Linked DNA regions of Bos taurus: region 2 is linked to region 1. A link is a contact called in public Hi-C data. All regions are on one chromosome and are shown on one strand. The core of a region is the stretch at or near the end of the contact, and the rest is flanking DNA. Distances in the headings are between cores, read along the strand shown.

Region 1 (3,341 bases), core at 162-2,661:
ATTGGTGCTCATCCTTCCCTTTCACCCCACCCCCATTTTTATTATTATTTAGACTCTGAAAGTCTTGGAATGAGGGAAGCTTTTGCTGTTGGTCTTCTGTGTAAGATTTCACATCAGTTCCTTCCATCTAAGTATGACCTAGAAAATAAAGAAGAATGTGCATAATTGAACTGAGCTTTTAAAATGGGTTCTTCTTTATCACTCTTGGACAGTTAAAATTGCCGTGCCTGAGAAAGAGAAAATGCAAAAGTGGCCCCTTAGCCCATTATAGAGGACACTTGACATAAGCATTCAATCCAAGGCTGATTAAAATTTGCATAATTCATCTTATTATTTATTCTAAAATAATTGAAAAGCAGTGGTCTTGAAGATAGAATTTTTCAAAAGCAGTATTTTACGCAGAGGTTTTAAAAGGAATCAGCCCATTTATTCGATAATGAAAAAAATCATTATTTTCACATTCCCACCTAATGTCTTCTGTTTTCTTCCATCTTCATTTAGCTCAGCTGGGAATTAGGCATATTCCTTAGTTATGCTTTAAAAAAACTAATAGTATGAAATAATAGTATCTTTTGTCGACAACTGGCCTTATTCTATGGAAAGACACCTGAATGCATTTTTAGGTGCTGCTTAGCTTTGTGTTGGTCTTTCCTTCCTTTGCCTCCCTCGTTTTTGACACAATGTATAGGTTTTCAGCACACCAGAATCTGGGGTTCTGTCTCACTCTCTGTATACATATTTTTTCCTTTACTATCTTCTATAAAAGGAGCTTGCTATTGATTGCAGCTGACTGAGCCGCTTGAGTTGATATCCAAGCAACGCTAACCCAGAGAGGGATTAGCATTACATCAGCCGCCCGGCGAGGGAGCCTGGCAGCCGGCCCGCCTGTAAAAACGGAACGCGTTTGCGTCACTGATCCCTTGGTAATGCTTCTTGGAGCCTTGTCAGCTGTCCCCTGAGGTTGTTTCCTTAATATGTCAACAGACATTCCTGAATCTTTCATGCCGAATGGTTCTTTTCCTTTTCCAAAAACACTTAGATGACCCAGCAGCTGGTGCCTCCTGTTGCTGGAATCTTTCAAAATGTAATTTTTTTTTCATGAAATAGGTGTTTTTGTTCCGTTCCAAACATTCGAGGGGGATTTAGGAAGGTTTCGATTTCTGCTTCTCCACGTTAGAGAACCTATTTTTGAAGAAACAGGGCAGCCAGTTTAGGGCAGAGAGCTGTTTCTCTGCTTTTATCATCCCTGGGAAAAGCCTTTATTCCCTCACCAGCTTATCCAAACCCTCCAATTACCCTGTGACCTTGTGACCTTTCATAGAGCAAAATGGCTGGTTGAAAGACCCAGCTGAAATTTGCCTCCATTTGTGATTTGCTCTCTGATCTTGCTTTAAGAAAGTCAGCCAGACCTTGTGGGCAGTGACCTTGAGCAGCCCCTGCATGCTGAGAGCCACAGATAAGAAAGATGTGTCAACCACTGCCCACGTGATACCTATTTCCTCATTTTCCCCACGTCATTATTTGCTGATCTGGTAACTTGATCTCCACTTTCATCCTGGAATATTTTACTTTGAAGAATACCATAGCCAAGACCCTGGTGCTGGAAAAGATTGAAGGCAAGAGGAAAAGGGGGCAACAGAGGGTGAGATAGTTGGATGTCATTACCGACTCAATGAACATGAGTTTGAGCAAGCTCCAGGAGCTAATGAAGGACAGGGAAGCCTGGCATGTTGCAGTCCATGGGTTTGCGAAGAGTCAGACACAACTGAGCGACTGAACAACAACAACAAATAGCCAAGTGGATAAGAGAGCCTCCAGCTAACACCCCTGCCTTCTCTCTTTCTGAAAAGTGAGCAGAGCTCCTTGAAGTTCAAGGAGCTTCCCCTGCACAATAACCCTCCAGATTGTTATGCAGTGGCTATAGCAGTTAATCACGGTCAATAGTTGGAACATCGTAAATTTGGAGAGAAGTCATTTGGTTGGTGGGGAGGGGCATTGTTATTAAGTTCACTTAATCATGAGTGACGATGTTGGAGGATTTGGGGGAAAAGCCACTTCCGCTTGTGTGAGCATCAGTCTCCACCGTGGAGGGGCGCCTTTCATCACCAGCTCCCGGGGAGGTCGTAGGTCTGGTCCTCTGGAAATGCACTGAGAGCCCTGAGAGTTTTGTGGCTCTGAAATCTGCCTCTGAGCAGGGCTGTGGAGGATGCCACTTCCTCCTGCCAGTGGATGGAACAATCCCCCTTCTGTTCTATAATCCCTGTGCCCTTGGTGCACAGCCTCCTGGGAACTCGGCCATCATCCCCACTGAAGAAGGTCCCCTGGTTCACAGGAAAAGAATGGAAATGGGGCTGCCCAGGAGGGGAGACATTTAGAATCACTGGGTCTTAGCACTGAAAGGAATTTTTAGAGACTGAGTGAAACCCAAGCTCCTCATTCATTTTGAGAATGAGAAATACGAAATCCAGAGAAGTTGAATGACTCTGCTGGTACAGCCAAGTTGGTGTCAGGGCTAAGAACTGGTCTCACTGCCCAGGTCTGTGTCTTTCTCAGCATGACTGCCTGCTCTCCTCCGGGGTCAGTCCAGGGGTTAGACCATGGTCCTCTTTGCCAAGTGCAGTGCCCTGTCCAGTGGAATGTGAAGCCCAAGGACCATTGAGGCTATGGGCAGTGTGGATGTGAGCAGTAAGGATGAAATTCAACTCCGGGTGGGGTCGGGGCGGGGGTCATCTGCACCCACATCTCTCTCCTCCTTGCTTCACTGGGTACCCACAGAAGAGCTCTCTGGTCTGCACTCCACTTGGATCAGCAGGAGCCCATGGTCCCCAGACTGCACTTGTCCCCTGGTAGGACTGGAAAGGCAGCAAGGGAGCCCAGCAGTCACCACAGGGCCAGAGACAGAGAACCTGGGTGGTGCTGAGACCGCCTTGAACTAGACTCTCACTCTCTTTCCCTTGAGAGCCAAGCGGGAAAATAGCATAACTGTGTATAAGGCAGTGGAAAAAAGATGTGTTAACCCTCACCCAGAGCTTGTACATCCAGAATCAGTTTTCTCATCCTTTTCTTCCCTTTTGCCAAACTCCATACATCCCCCATGGGCTGAGATGCTGTGAAGCTGGCCAAGCCTGGTGGCTACAATTCAGAGCAAAGATTTTGAGGTCCAACCTCCTGAGTATCCACCTAGCCTCTGCCACTTGAGCGCTGTGTGATTTCGAGCAGGATTTTATTTTCTGGAAGCCTCAGTTTCCTCATCTGGAAAATGGACACCATGCCAGTTAGTTTAAGAAATACCCTAAGGCTTAAATAAGAGGAAGTTTGCAGTGGATTTGGCTAAGTGCCTG
Region 2 (3,302 bases), core at 25-2,524, 91 kb before region 1:
GGAAGCACAGGAGGCCCCCTTCCAGAGCTGAAGTGTAAAGGTCCCAACTGAGAGTGACTAAGCCCGCGTCTATTAGTCAGAAAGACTAACGACCAGCCAAAAGTGATTTACCATAACACACGCCAGCTCCTCCTCCCGATAAAAGTGTGAAACTCAAGTGCTCAATTCAGTCTGGGCACAGCCTGTGGCTGCCAACGGTGGCAGAACGCGGCGAGAGTGGCTGGCTCTGCACCCACATGTCGCCTTCGCGCCAGGCGGGTTTGCACCCACTTAAGCCCAGCCTGGGCCGTGTGGTGGGCTCGAGGTCGCCCCTGCCCGCACCGCGGGGCCGGGAATAGCCGAGATCTGCCGGGTCCATGCGACCCGCGAGCCAGCCAGCCGCTCACCCCCAAGCGCGCGCGGACCCCGCCGCCGCTCATGCCCGTGCTCCGCGCCACCTGGAGTCCAAGTTTGGCCCCGTGGACAGGGCTTGGAGGCCTAGAGTCGCCGGCGGGTGGGGGGGCGGAGCCTGCGCGGTGACGCGGCCTCTCTGGCCGCTGACCCCGGATCCCTGGAATGTGCATTCGTTCAATGGAGCCGCCAGTGCCAGCGGCGCCGAGTCACGTCTGCGCGGAGCGTGCGCACTCGGTGGCGGCGGCGCACGCGGCCCGCGGCCCCGCGCCCACGTCACGCGGCTGCCGCGCGAACCTGCGCCAGGCGGCCGGGACCCCCGCGCGGTAGCGCGGGCCGGCCGGGAGGCAGAGCGGCGTGCATCGCGCGGCGCTGCTGCTCCCTCCCGGAAGGGGTCCGGGAAGCGGCGGGTGGACTCGATCCTAGGCCTGAGAGCACGCCCTTTTTAGTAAAACTTCAGGGGACCGGCGGCGCCTGTGTCCTCCCCAAAACACATGCGAGTGTAAAAGCACTTGCCGAAGAGTTCAAATAAAGCTCCTTAAAAGATGTTTAAAAACGGACAGAACCAAGTTACAAAGTAGCCTTGCTTTTCAAAACACGAGTTTTACACGGTTTGGTCTAAACGGACCTGAAGGGGAGGAAACTCGGCCCGAGTGGTCGAGGTAGCGGAGCGGGTGGAGGGAAACAAGCTGCGCCAGCCACGCGTTCACGTCGGGGACACAGGCCGCGGCGCGGACGGGAGGGCGGGAGCAGAGGAGCCGGCTCTCCCAGCAGCGCCCGTTCTGCGGAGGGGGGAGAGGGAGGGCGCGGGGGAGGGCGGGCGCGCGCGCAAGGGGAGGGGGCCCGCGCAGGCGCCTTGCGAGGCTGTCGAAGAATCAAGTCTGTAGAAGTGGAGCGGCCGCGGCGGCAGCAGCAGCAGCGACGGCGGCGGCGGAGCTGAGGCGGGCTGGGCGCTGACGCGGGCGCTGGAGAGCGGCGACGCCAGGAGCTGTGAGAGAGCAGCGGAGCGACCCGGGGTCCGCGCCGCGTCCGAGCTCCGCGCCGCCCGGCCGCCGCCGCCGCCGCCCCGGCGCGGCATGCCCCGCCGCTCGGGCTGAGCCTGCCCCGGCGGCCGCCCCCCGCCCCCCGCCCCCCCAACCTCCCCGCCCCCCGCCCCGCACTCCGCGCCAGCTGCCGCCGCGACCTGCTGCGCTCCTCCGCGTCCGCGCGGCCCGTCTTCGCCCCGGTCTGGAGGCCAGCCGCGGCTCCAGCCGAGACCCCGCCGCCGCCGCCGCCGCGCCCGCCGCGCCGCGCCGCCCCGCCGTCCGCCCGAGCCCGCGCCGGCCGGGGGGACGTGCTGCCGCGGCTGCAGCCCCTCGCCCCGCGCCCGCCGCCCCTCGTGCACCGGGGGCGCTGCGCGGGCGCCGAGCCTTCGCGGACTTTGCCGCCGCCGCCGCCGCCTCTGCGGCCGCCGCCGCCGCTGGTGGGGGAGACGCGGGGTTGGGGGGGGAGGAGGGCGCGCGTGGTGCCGGCGGGTAGCGGCGGCGCCCCCTCCTCCTCCGCCTCCTCCTCCTCCTCCGGCGCCGCGGGCTCCTCGGACATGGCCGCGGCTGTGGCGGTGGCCGCCGCGTCCAGGCGGCAGTCATGCTACCTGTGTGACCTGCCCCGCATGCCCTGGGCCATGATCTGGGACTTCACCGAGCCCGTGTGCCGCGGCTGCGTCAACTACGAGGGCGCCGACCGCGTCGAGTTCGTCATCGAGACGGCGCGGCAGCTCAAGCGGGCGCACGGCTGCTTCCCGGAGGGCCGCTCCCCGCCCGGCGCCGCGGCCCCGGCCGCCGCTAAGCCGCCGCCGCTCTCGGCCAAGGACCTTCTCCTGCAACAGCAGCAGCAGCTCGGCCACGGCGGCCCCGAGGCCGCCCCGCGCGCTCCTCAGGCCTTGGAGCGCTACCCTCTGGCGGCCGCCGCAGCCGAGCGGCCCCCGCGCCTGGGCTCCGACTTCGGCGGCAGCCGCCCGGCCGCCGCCCTGGCCCAGCCGCCAACACCGCAGCCGCCGCCTGTGAACGGCATCCTGGTGCCCAACGGTTTCTCCAAGCTGGAGGAGCCGCCGGAGCTGAACCGCCAGAGCCCGAACCCGCGGCGCGGCCACGCCGTGCCGCCCACCCTGGTGCCGCTCATGAACGGCTCGGCCACACCGCTGCCCGCCGCGCTCGGCCTGGGCGGCCGTGCGGCCGCCTCGCTGGCCGCCGTGTCCGGGGCCGCGGCCGCTGGCCTGGGCTCGGCGCAGCCCGCCGAGATGGGCGCCCACAAGCGGCCGGCGTCCGTGTCGAGTAGCGCGGCCGCGGAGCACGAGCAGCGCGAGGCGGCGGCCAAGGAGAAGCAGCCGCCGGCGGCCTCGCATCGCGGCCCGGCCGACAGCTTGTCCACCGCGGCCGGGGCGGCCGAGCTGGGCAGCGAGGGCGCAGGCAAAGGCCGCGGGCCGGGCGAGCAGGACTGGGTCAACCGGCCCAAGACCGTGCGAGACACGCTGCTGGCGCTGCACCAGCACGGCCACTCGGCGCCCTTCGAGAGCAAGTTTAAGAAGGAGCCGGCCCTGACTGCAGGCAGGTTGTTGGGTTTCGAGGCCAACGGGGCCAACGGGTCTAAAGCAGGTAGGGGCGGCTGTGGAGTGAGGGGGTCTAGGGGCGAAGCGGGGCCTGAGAGCCGAGGAGGGGGTGCTCTTCCTATTGGCCGTTCTCCCCCGGCCCAGAAATAGCAAACATCCAACTTCCTGATCTGCTCTAGGCGGAACCAGTGCTTAGTGGCAACGTGTTCCTCTGCTGAAGCAGCATAACAGAGATGAGTCAGATGGACCGATAGGCAGCGACACAGGGCTTTCCTTTCCCAGCACATTCCTGGATGCGAGCATGAGGGCACCAATCACCTTTTAACCT

The links. A called contact is a pair of places that touch in the nucleus more often than the background predicts.
Region 2: a contact with region 1 is called in a Hi-C map of liver, with 5 times the contacts expected there. The contact joins the promoter of IRF2BP2 here to the enhancer-like site in region 1. A contact is called at or near these places in 4 of 11 Hi-C or Micro-C datasets (liver, skeletal muscle and skin fibroblasts).

The regions. Positions count from the first base shown.
Region 1 is chr28:7,311,516-7,314,856 of ARS-UCD2.0, reverse strand. No RefSeq gene overlaps it. Among named protein-coding and RNA genes, the nearest start is that of TARBP1, 44 kb to the right of the region's middle. Within about 2 kb of position 1,411, at least 51 of the 102 cell types and tissues checked have an H3K27ac peak or open chromatin away from gene starts, as enhancers often do. A contact at or near this core is called in liver and skeletal muscle, where this site is marked.
Region 2 is chr28:7,402,054-7,405,355 of ARS-UCD2.0, reverse strand. It overlaps IRF2BP2 (interferon regulatory factor 2 binding protein 2), which reads left to right and starts at 1,274. Exons shown (of 2, transcript XM_024986931.2): 1 at 1,274-2,972. The coding sequence starts at 1,970.